Linked DNA regions of Oryctolagus cuniculus: region 1 is linked to region 2. Evidence: chromatin contacts called from public Micro-C data. All regions are on one chromosome and are shown on one strand. Each heading gives the region's core, a stretch centred on a gene start, on an enhancer-like site or on the middle of the called end of the contact. The rest is flanking DNA. Distances are from core to core; before and after follow the strand shown. Region 1 holds the start of FAM98C (family with sequence similarity 98 member C). Region 2 holds the start of MAP4K1 (mitogen-activated protein kinase kinase kinase kinase 1).

The links. Hi-C and Micro-C count contacts between places; a contact is called where the count stands out from the background.
Region 1: a contact with region 2 is called in a Micro-C map of ear pinna, with 2.7 times the contacts expected there. The contact joins the promoter of FAM98C here to the promoter of MAP4K1 in region 2. A contact is called at or near these places in 2 of 6 Hi-C or Micro-C datasets (ear pinna and an unstated tissue).

Annotation. Positions count from the first base shown.
Region 1 is chr18:16,211,356-16,216,736 of mOryCun1.1, forward strand. FAM98C (family with sequence similarity 98 member C) reads right to left here and starts at 2,134. Exons shown (of 7, transcript XM_051846712.2): 1 at 1,987-2,134; 2 at 1,747-1,877; 3 at 1,101-1,306; 4 at 814-891; 5 at 622-738; 6 at 81-248. The coding sequence starts at 2,051. RASGRP4 (RAS guanyl releasing protein 4) reads left to right here. Exons shown (of 16, transcript XM_051846707.2): 16 at 1-575. It overlaps SPRED3 (sprouty related EVH1 domain containing 3), which reads right to left. Exons shown (of 5, transcript XM_051846708.2): 5 at 4,425-5,381.
Region 2 is chr18:16,065,112-16,070,155 of mOryCun1.1, forward strand. MAP4K1 (mitogen-activated protein kinase kinase kinase kinase 1) reads left to right here and starts at 1,778. Exons shown (of 32, transcript XM_051847122.2): 1 at 1,778-1,893; 2 at 3,748-3,814; 3 at 3,992-4,049; 4 at 4,172-4,262; 5 at 4,875-4,939. The coding sequence starts at 4,031. It overlaps EIF3K (eukaryotic translation initiation factor 3 subunit K), which reads right to left and starts at 3,194. Exons shown (of 8, transcript XM_002711501.5): 1 at 2,348-3,194; 2 at 1,698-1,796. The coding sequence starts at 3,087.

The DNA of each region.
Region 1 (5,381 bases), core at 884-3,383, 150 kb after region 2:
GGACAAGCCTAGACCAACAGAGAGGCTGAACGGCCGACGTGAAGACCAAAGCCAGGCCCTCTCCCAGCCCAGGTGCCCACCTTGTTGACGGCACAGCAGGTCCCGCGGCGGGCAGCTGCACTGGTGGCGGGCACCAGGCGAGACAGGTCAGCACGGGCAGCCAGGACGTGTGCAATGGAGACGTCGGATTCTGGCGTCAGGACCTCTCGGATTGGGATCAGCACTGCCTTCATGGCCTCCCCCTGGGCCTGGGAGAGAGGCACACGCAGGACATGCCCAAGAACCCTGCCTCTCACCTGGCCTCTCAGCCTCCAAACCTGCGAGCCAGAATCAACCTCTTTCGCTTTTAAAGTACCCAGTCCTGGCCGCTTCGTCCTAGCAACACAGCACCAGCCAACGCCCCCTCACTGCCCACAGTCCCAAACAAGGGGTTCAGGTCTGAGGCCGCTCGGGGCGCCCGGCTGGGAATCCTGGCATACCCTGGGGGCCAGGAGATTCTACAAGGGCTCAGGCCTCAGAACCTGCAAGGGGGTAACTGGCCCGGCCCCCACTCTTCCACCCTGCGACTGTGCCCCCCCCCCCATGGAGCTGCCCGCTCCGGCCGAGGGCCAGGGCCTGCACCTCTGCCCGCTCACTCCAGTGGAAAGCAGACGTGGTGAGGTCAAGGCGCTTCAGCAGGAGGCAGCGGCGGCAGCGGTACTGCTCCGTCAGGCTCTGGGACAGGGACTCCAGCGCTTCCTAGGAGAACGGTTTCCGTCACGCAGGGGTCTCTGGGCCAGGGCAGCCTTCACACACAGCCAGACCCAGTCTCACCCATCTGGGCGCATCCAGCGGGTGGTGGAGGAGCGGCCGCATGAACCCTGGCGGCAGGGAAGGCAGCAGCTCCGAGATCTGATGGAAGAAGGCAGAGGCCCATCGGAACAGAAACAGGACGGAAGCGTCTGGGCCCCGGCGACCCGTGCCACAGAAGCAAGAATGGTGGACGCAGCTCCAGAAAAACACCCCTGTGGCTGGGACATGCCTGCCAGTGTCGCTTTGGGGGACAAGACTCTCTCCTCCAAGGAAGGGTGGCCTGGGTGGGGAGAAGACCCTGGCCCTACCTTGGCATGCAACTCCTGTAGCAGCTGGCTGGCAGGAGTCCCCCGCACGGGTCTAGGCAGCCCCAGGGCTCGCAGGGTGAGGACCAGTTCGTGGGCCGGGCCAGCCCCTTCCTCTGTCCCTTCCCCGAAAGCCAGCACTGGCCTGGAGTCCCGCTGCGGGCGCAGACGCAGGAGGCGGGCGGCCTGGAGTTCGGAGCAGAGGAAGCCTACAAGGAAAATGCAATGGAGGAGGGCTGCGACTCCACCCCCCAGAATCAAAAAGCCCCGCAGGCTACCAAGTCTCCCACCTCGCACCTTCTGGTCCCACCCACGTGGCGTCCACGACCTCACGTGGCCAACTCTAAACCCAGCCCTCCGCCCGCCCCATCCTGACTCCACCCGCCTGGGCGGCCGCAGCCTCGCCCACTTCCGCATCGCGGGGCTGCGGGAGACTCACGCAGCAGGCGCAGGCCAGCGCCGGGCTCCCGCAGCGCGGTCTCGCCGTCCCCGCCGCAGAGCGCGCGATCCGGGCAGTGCAGCTCCCGCAGCACGCCGGCCAACCGCCGCACGAACGCCGCCTCCGCGCCCGGGCCTGCAGGAGGCGGGCGGCGTCAGGCGCGGGGGCGGCGGCTGCGGGACCCGCCCCCGGCCCCGGCCCTGCACGCACCGCCGCTGGCGTCCTCTTGCCGCTGCTCCAGGGCGCCCAGAGTGACCAGCTCCGCCGCCAGCCGCGCGCACAGGGCCCTGAAGGCTGGGCACGAGGTGCCCCGCGACGCCGCCTCCGGGAAACCCTCATACCTGAGGCGAGACCGAGGGCAGCGCGTCAAGGAGAATCCCTCCCCGTCCGCGTCCTAGAGGCAAAGCCTGCGCTTCCTGCACGCCCCGGCCACGCCGCGCAGCCCCTTACCCGAGGGTCAGCAGGTCACGGGCCACCGCGGCCCCCTCTCGCGCTTCCGCCTCTGCCCCCTCCATGAGCGCGGAGCCTCGGTGCCCAGCGCGCGCCCCCTGGCGGCCGGTGGCCGGCTCCGCCCCAGGAGCGCAGCGCCCCCGGCGGCGTAGCGTTGCGCCACCCGACCAATCACCCGCTTCTCACGGAGGGGCTTCGACGGTCCGATTGGTGCAGGAGGATGCAGAGCCCGCCCCCGTGCCGCCCTCGGGGGTAACCTGCGCGGCTTCTGAGACCGCCACCCCCCACACACACCCGGGGCTGTAAATTCTAGCGCGTGCGTTCAGGGCAGTTGGAGTAGGCTGGGAGGTGTCTACCGAGTCTTTCTTCAGCCTCCCTGGCTGCCCTTTGTTCTTAAAGCACCTTAGACCTAGTGTTGATCATCCAGCTCCGCCCCAAATCCAGAAACTTGTTTCTTCCTCTCCTTCTTAGGCTTGGGGATCTAAGGGAGCTAGGAGTCCCGGCTGATCCTGCACGCGCCTCCCCCACCAAAACCAGGTCCTCCTGATGGACTACAGTGGGCCCTGGAGGGAGGGGGCCGATGTGATGAGGAGAGCAGGATCAGGCACACGGGGAGGGTTTTACTCCACCACCACCAGGTTCCTGCCAGTTTGCTTCCCATCTGAGTAACAATAGTGTCCCCTCTTAGTGTTCCCTGTGCAGGTTAGAGTCCTGTGTAGAAAAAGCGCTTGGGGGCCGGAGCTGCGGCTTAGTGGGCTAAGCTGCCACCTGCAGTGCCGGCATCCCATATGAGCGCTGGGTCTAATCCCGACTGTTCCACTTCGGACCCAGCTCTCTGCTATGACCTGGGATAGCAGTAGAGAGGATGGCCCAAGTCCTTGGGCCCCTGCGCCCACGTGGGAGACCCGGAAGAAGATCCTGGCTTCGGATCGGCTCAGCTCCGGGCGTTGTGGCCTTTTGGAGATGAACCAGCAGATGGATGATCTCTCTCTGTCTCTGCCTCTCTGTAACTCTGCCTTTCAAATAAATACATAAATCTTAAAAGAAAAAGTGCTTGGCAGGCTATAGGGGATACTCATTTAAGAACAGCCACTTTCGACACAGGCGTTCCATGTGAGCGTTGGTTCCAGTCCTGGCTACTCCACTTCTGACCCAGCTCCCTGCCAGTTCCTCCTAGGAGGCAGCAGTGATGGCTCCAGTGTTTGGGGCCCCCGCCACCCACATGGAAACCCCAGATGGAGGTCTGGGCTCCTAGCTTAGGGCTGGCCCAATCTTGGCTATTGGGGACATTTGGGAAGGGAAGATGGGTCCCTGTGTGTCACTTTGCATTTCAAGTGGATAAACTTTTTTTTTTAATTTGACAGCGTTATAGACAGTGAGAGAGAGACAGAAAAGTCTTCCTTCCGTTTTTTTCACCCTCAAATAGCCACTACGGACAGTGCCGTGCCGATCCAAAGCCAGGAGCCAGGTGCTTCCTCCTGGTCTCCCATGCAGGTGCAGGGCCCAAGCACCTGGGCCATCCTCCACTGCCACAGCAGAGAGCTGGACTGGAAGAGGAGCAGCCAGGATTAGAACCAACACCCATACGGGATGCCAGCACCACAGGTGGAGGATTAACCAAGTGAGCCATGGTGCCAGCCCCGATAAACATTTTTTAAACCCCAGATTTGATGCATTTTAAACCCCAGACCCACTGTTATTGCTGCTGTCTTTGCTTCTACTGTTGTTAAATATCATTGTTCCAGGTCTAAGCTGTTCCTACCTCCATCAGGGTCCCCAGTAGTTCCCAGGTAATTCCCCCTGGGAGCTGGCAGTGGGCTAGGGACCTCAGAGAAGAAAAATGGCCAGAATGCACTCCTCTGGAACAGTCTGCCCTTAATCTGCTCCCTCCATTGCCCTGCCTACCTCAAGACGGGGCACCCGAGGCATTGGTCGACCTAAATAAAACACTGGAAATCACTCAGGCCAACACTGACCCCCTCTCTTGGTATCGAGCCTCATATGAATCCGCACTCTACCCCCAAATAGACCCAGTATCTGCCCACTCCCCCCCCCACGGCCCTCACTCCGGTCCTGTCTGCCGTGGTCTCCCCTGGACCATCACAGCAGCCTGCTGCCAACCCCACCACCCCAGGGGCCGTTGCCAGTGTGCGGCCAAGGGAGCCGGGAAACACCTGGACCGTCCTGTGGTCCAGCTCACTCGGGCTGAGAGCGAGTGTGAGCAGTGGCTTGCAGGGCCCCACGGACCTGCCTCGCCTCCCCGCTCCTCCCCCCCTGCACGTACCCAAGCCCCCAGGACCCTGCCTGGACTCAGCAGGCACACTCAATCCTTGCTTGGAGCCTTGCACTGACTCTGCCCCTTAGAATGTTCTTTCCTGGAGGCCCCCCCCCCCACCAGGCCTCTCTCACCTCCTTCCTGGGGCCCAACCTGACCATCCTGGCTAATACTGCCCATTCCCCAAGGCTGGCTTGCTTGCTTCTTCTTATGTGCCGCTGTTCACAGATTAAGTCATTTACGGATGCTGCCCCCTACTGTACATCTCACAGGCCCATCGTAGGAAGGGACTTTGTCTGTTCTGTGCACTGCTTTATCCAGCACCTGAAGCCTAGGGCGAGGGCTGAATAAACACAGTTGGTGGAGGGAGGCACTTTGGTTCAGCTGGTTATGCTGCCACTTGGGGTGCCTGCATCCCACATTGGAGTGCCTGGCTCCTCTGCTTCCAATCCGGCTCCCTAATGTGCCTGGGAGGCCACAGGTGCTTCAGTCCCTGCCACTGGGACCAGGACCCTCCAGGCTCCTCCCTTCAGCCTGGCCCACCCCAGCTGTGATGGGCATTTGGGGAATGGACCGGTGGATGAAGATTCTCTGTCTTTCTGTCACTCTGCCTTTCAAACAAATCTTTTTTAAAAACTAAAAATAAATGTACTTGTTGAGTGACTGAATATATAAAACACAGCTGCAGGGGGTGCTCGGGACTTCAGGATGTGGAGGGGAAAGGAGAACAGAGGAGACGGCAGCCGGGCAGCCAGGGAGGTGAGCGGAGGGGGCGCGCCAAGTCAAATAACCAACAGAGCCTGAAACTTTGTCACAGACGGTTCTTGGAGTGGATCTCATGCCCCCCGCCCCCGATGACAAGACTGGGTCTTCGGCCCCCATCGTCCCCCACCGCTTCAGCCTGTGCTGATGCTGACAATGTTGAAGTCACAGACTGGCTTGGAATCAAGATCAGGAAGATAAATGTTGGGGTGCCTCCCCCCCAAGTCTGGGGGCCAGGCATCCAATCCAAGGGGCAAGCAGCTGGGAAACTGAGCCTGGGGCCTCCAGGGCCTGAGGCCTTCCTGGCTCCCAGGGTCAGCCCTCCATGCACCCCCGACTGGGGGCAATGAAGGGAAAT
Region 2 (5,044 bases), core at 528-3,027:
AGGTGAGTCTAGGAGCCGTCTGGGGAGTGGCTCAGGCTCTGGAGCAGCCTGCCTAGGTTTAAAACTCCCTGCGGAGCAACCGTGGATGGCTTGTTTTCAAGTCTCAGCAAAGAACAGGGGCCGACGTGGTGACATAGCGGGTAAAGCCACCACCTGCAACACCGTCATCCCATATGGGTGCTGGTTCAAGACCTGGCTGCTCCACCCAGCTCTCTGCGAATGCGCCTGGGTAAGCAGAAGATGGCCCAAGTGCTTGGGCCTCTGCACCCACATGGGGGACCCAGAAGAAGCTCCTGGCTATGGCCTGACCCAGCCCAGCCCTGGCTGTTGCAGCCATTTGGGGGAACCAGCGGACAGAAGATCTCTCTCCCTTTCTGTCTCTCCTCCTCTGTCACTTTGCCTTTCCACAAAGAGAGGGAGGGAAAGGGAGGGGGAGAGAGAGGGGGAGGGGGAGGGGGAGGGAGAACGACACCCGCATCTCCCTCACAGGAGGGATGGGATGCGGTGACCAGCTGAGTCACATGATGCTGGCAGCACAGTGGCCAGCGCGTGGGTAACAGCCGATACTGGTGCTCGCCAGTAACAACCTGCTCTCCCGCGCAGACGCAAAGCCCCACTGTACAAATACCACCACCAGGGCTACGTAACCTGCCAACACCACACAGCTGATCGTGGGTCAGAGAGCACGCGAGAGGGAAGAAACCCGAGGTCCACCCACAGCGAATTAAGACAGAGTCACACAGTGACCAGTGCTCACCAAGGACAGCCACAAAATAAAAATAAATACACAGCCTGGGGGAGGGCTCACCCTCCCCACGGCCGAGTGCCTGGGTTTGGTGCCCGTCTCCAGCTCCTGACCCTGGGAAGCAGCAGTGACAGCTCAAGTGACCGGGTCCCCGCCTTCCGCCGGGAAGACCTACACTGGGTTGCTGGCTTTAGCACAGCCCCAGGTGCCAGGGGGATCTGGGAGTGAACCAGTGGGAAGCAGCCCCATCTCTCGGCCCCTTAAATAGGTCAGAACAAAACCAAACCTGAACAACGCACAGTGTACTGATCTCACAGACCCAGGGCTGAAGCAGGATGCACACGTCTGTGAACAAGTTCAAGGCCAGGCCACGACCTCAGGACATAGATGCCATGCACATGGGGGCTCGCTTAAGCTGTATCTCCTTATCAGTTTCATGTACTACCCTACTCACACATTTGTATTTTCTAAAAAAATGTATTTGAAAGGCAGAGTTCCAGAGAGGGAGAGACACACACACAGAGGCCTTTCATTTGCTAGTTCTCTCCCTACATAGCCGCAATAGCCAGGAGCCTGGAACTCCATCCGGGTCTCCCACACGGATGCAAGGGCCCACGCACCTGGGCCATCTTCCACGGCTTCCCCAGGCGCATTAGCAAGGAGCTGGATCAGAAGTGGAGCAGCCAGGACTCAAACCAGCACCCATATGGGACACTGACGTCACAGATGGAGACTTAACCTGCTATGTCACAACACTGGCCCCTGTAATTAATTTTTTAAAATTCCTCCCTCCTCCCGCCCCTACTTCCCTGGTCTCCCTGGTGTCATACAGCCAGAGAACCCACAGGCTACACCCAGCTACCCACTTCTCACCCACCCACCCCACCCCCGTGCAGGGAACAGCAGGCTGCTAGCTGCTGACGTGGGGGTGGGGACCGGGCCAGACACTCACAGTTTCAGGACAGCCAGGTTGGCTTCCAGGTCATAGGCGTTCTCCTTGGCCTGCGTCTCCACGTAGCGCTCCAGCGTGGCCAGGTTCTCGGGATTGTACCTAGCAGAGACTCGAGATGAGCAGAGACGGAGGCATCCCTTGGTGGGGCTGGGGGCCACCCTAACCTGCTTCTCCCTCCCTCCTTGCCACTGCCCAGGTAAAGGATCGGCCCTATAACCTCTCATAAAATCGGGGTCCCCAAGCCCACCAGAGTCCCGGGTCTTGCCTGGGATGCCTCCCCAAGTTCGCAGCCAGCCAGTGCCGCGGTACACACGTGGCTTCCTCCCCGCCTCACTACCCAGCTCCCCCCGGCACAGCTCTGCCCGCTCCAGCCCACTCCTACGTGTGGCTGGGTTGCTCTCCCCTTCGGAATGGGAACTCAGTCCAGGGAAACCGCCTGCGGGAGTCTCGGTCCCATCTGGCTCCTAGCATTGCCTACTGTCAGTCTCAAGGCAATTAAAGAGGCGGCCGAGTGGGGGGCTCGGCTCGCCCCCGGCTGCCCTGCGCTGTTTTCCAAAAACGCCACTCCCTCCGGGAATGCCCTCCCCACGAGCCACCCTTTGCTCCTCCATTCCGCGTGGCCAGAGCGCTCCGCCTGACCGGGCTCAGACCTGTCGATACCCTTGAGCAACTTGCCCACGTTCGCTCTCATCTGCTCAAACATCGCCATGGCTCCCGCCGCCTTCCGCAAGCAGCCCGCACCAGGTCTCCCAAGGCCGGAAGAGGAAAGACGTAGCGGAAACGGAAACGACGTACGCGGCTCGGCACCGCCGGGCGCGCCGAGGCGGAAGGCGCAAGCGGCGGCGGCCACGCTTTCCGGCTGACACGTGATCCGCCCCCGCCCCGCAGGCGTAATTGGCGCCTGCGCGTTTGCTCCGCCCGAGCTGGACCGACCGCGAGAGAAAAAGCTCAGTGTGACCCAGGGCGCAGCCGCCGTCGTGGGAGCGAGGAGGCGGGGCTGAGCTTTTCCCGGGCCTCGCAGGTCCCGCTTCGGGCCCGGGGACGCGCGCGCGCGCGCACGAAGGCGCCAGGAAGAGGCCGAGCCCTGCCGGCGTGCGTGCACGTCGTATTGCGCGCGGCCGTGAACCCAATGAACTGTGCGGGAAGGCACGGAGCCGCCTTTTTTTTTTTTTGGGCCGCGGCCGAGTCCCGACCATCCTGGGCTCCTGAGACAGGATCCCGAGCTTCTCCGTTTCAAGTTTTGAACTGTGGTCCCCACCCTCCGTCCCAGCTCCAGCCACAGGGGAATAGGGGTCCACGAAGCCGTGCGCTCTGCTGGGCAGAGGCTGGGGTAAAAGGTTCCTAGCCTCCGCCCCCTGGCTGAAGGCTTAGACCCCCCTGTGTGCCGCATTGAGTTATTTGTGTCAAGACTGTACACTACACACGCGGGTACACATGCATGGCCACATACGTGGAGTGTGCGCTCTGGGTAACTCCACGTGTACACAGATACCCAGGCATGCACATGGTTAGGCCTCTGCAAAACTCTGGGCACACGGATGTGTCCTAGGGAACAGGTGTGCAGGCTGCACGGCCGTCCCTGCGCAGACCTGCCACTTCCGAGTGTAAGCACCCATGGCTAGTAGCCCCAGACACCCTCCAGCAGCCCAGGACTGGAGGAGGGGGGGAGAGGGGGTGCTAGGGCGCTCCCCTCCCCAGGTTACAATTAAGGCTATTTGCATCTCATTTACATCCAGCCCCCGGCCTTGGGGGCGTAGGGGGGTCCCCTGGGTCCCGAGGCAAGCTGCTCCTCACTGGCTTTCGGAGCCCAGGGGACAGGGGTGGAGCCGTTTGCCCAGGCCTGCAGCTGGGACAGGAAGCGAGAGTGGGGAAGGGGGAGGCCACAGCCCACAGAGAGGAGGCGAGGCGGTGCAGGGCTTGTGGGGAAGGGAGGGAGGGAGGGAGGGAGGGAGGTGCCAGAGCTGGAGCCCTGAGGCCCCGCTGGCCCCTGGGCACAGGCCCAGCTCCAGCCCCCAGGGATGGACCTCGCGGACCCCGACATCTTCAACAGGGACCCCCGGGACCACTACGACCTGCTTCAGCGGCTGGGTGGCGGCACCTACGGGGAAGTGTTCAAGGTGAGCAGGCCTCTCGGTCTCTCCGTCACCCTGAAGCCCAGGACCTTCGGGCTGAGGCCCAAGCAAGGAAGGGGGTGCAGGAGGGCCCCAGTGCTTAGCCTTGGCTCAGGGATGCTGGGGTGGGGGGTGGGCTCGGGCGGATGGAAACCCTCCAGCTGCAAACTTGCCCTTTCCAAGGCTCGAGACAAGGTGTCGGGGGACCTGGTGGCGCTGAAGATGGTGAAAATGGAGCCTGGTGAGCGCAGGACCCGGGACCCCTGCCCTCCCCTCCCCTCCCCTGCCGCACCTGCGGGCCCCGCTGGGCCGGCCTCCTCTGCCTTCCCGGCAGCTTTCTTTTCTCTCCGCCCCTGCTCGCAGACGACGACGTCTCTACCCTGCAGAAGGAAATCCTCATATTGAAGACCTGCCGGCACGCCAACATCGTGGCCTACCATGGGAGCTACCTCTGGTGACGGCCTCCCCCTACCCCGACCTGGGGTCCTCCCTCCCAAAGGGGCACCCGCTGACCTCCTCTCCGATTCTGGAGCCCCATCTTCAACTGGGGCACCTCGAGCTCACCCCCGAGTCCCAAACCCCGCTTTTCTGCCCAGAGCCCCCTTTTCTGCACGGTGGTCCCCAAATCAATGCCTTCCCAGGAGCCAGGCCTGAACTCAGCTCTGCTGGAGACTCGGCCCTCCCCTGGCTTCCCGCTCTGCTCCTTTAACGGGACCCCTGCAGTTCCCTGCCCCTCGGATGAACGCTCCAGACAACCTCAGCCCCCCCCCCCCCCCAGCCCCCTGCTCGCACGCGCCTCCTGCTCACTTCCACGGTCTGAGGGCTCTCACACAGCAGAGGGTGCAATGGGTCTGAAGGCCAAAGACCTGGGTTTGCGCCGAGTCGCCCCTGAACACAGTTTCCTTTCTGAGCCTCAACTTCCCCCTCTGTAAAATGGGAATGGGGTGGGCAGAGGGAAAGGGAGGGATGCCACCGGATGCTGATGGTCTTGCGCCCAGGGCCCTGCTGCAGATGGTAACGCGTTGCCGCTGCTACTGGCCTGATTGCTACTCTCCAACCGCTGCAGGCTGCAGAAGCTCTGGATCTGCATGGAGTTCTGTGGGGCTGGCTCTCTCCAGGACATCTACCAAGGTCAGAGGGGGGTGGGGGATCCAGGCCCCTCCCCGCTCCCCCCATCCCTCTGCGTGTCCTTGGGAACTGGTTTTCTGGTCTGGATTTTAAACAAGGAGCCCCTTC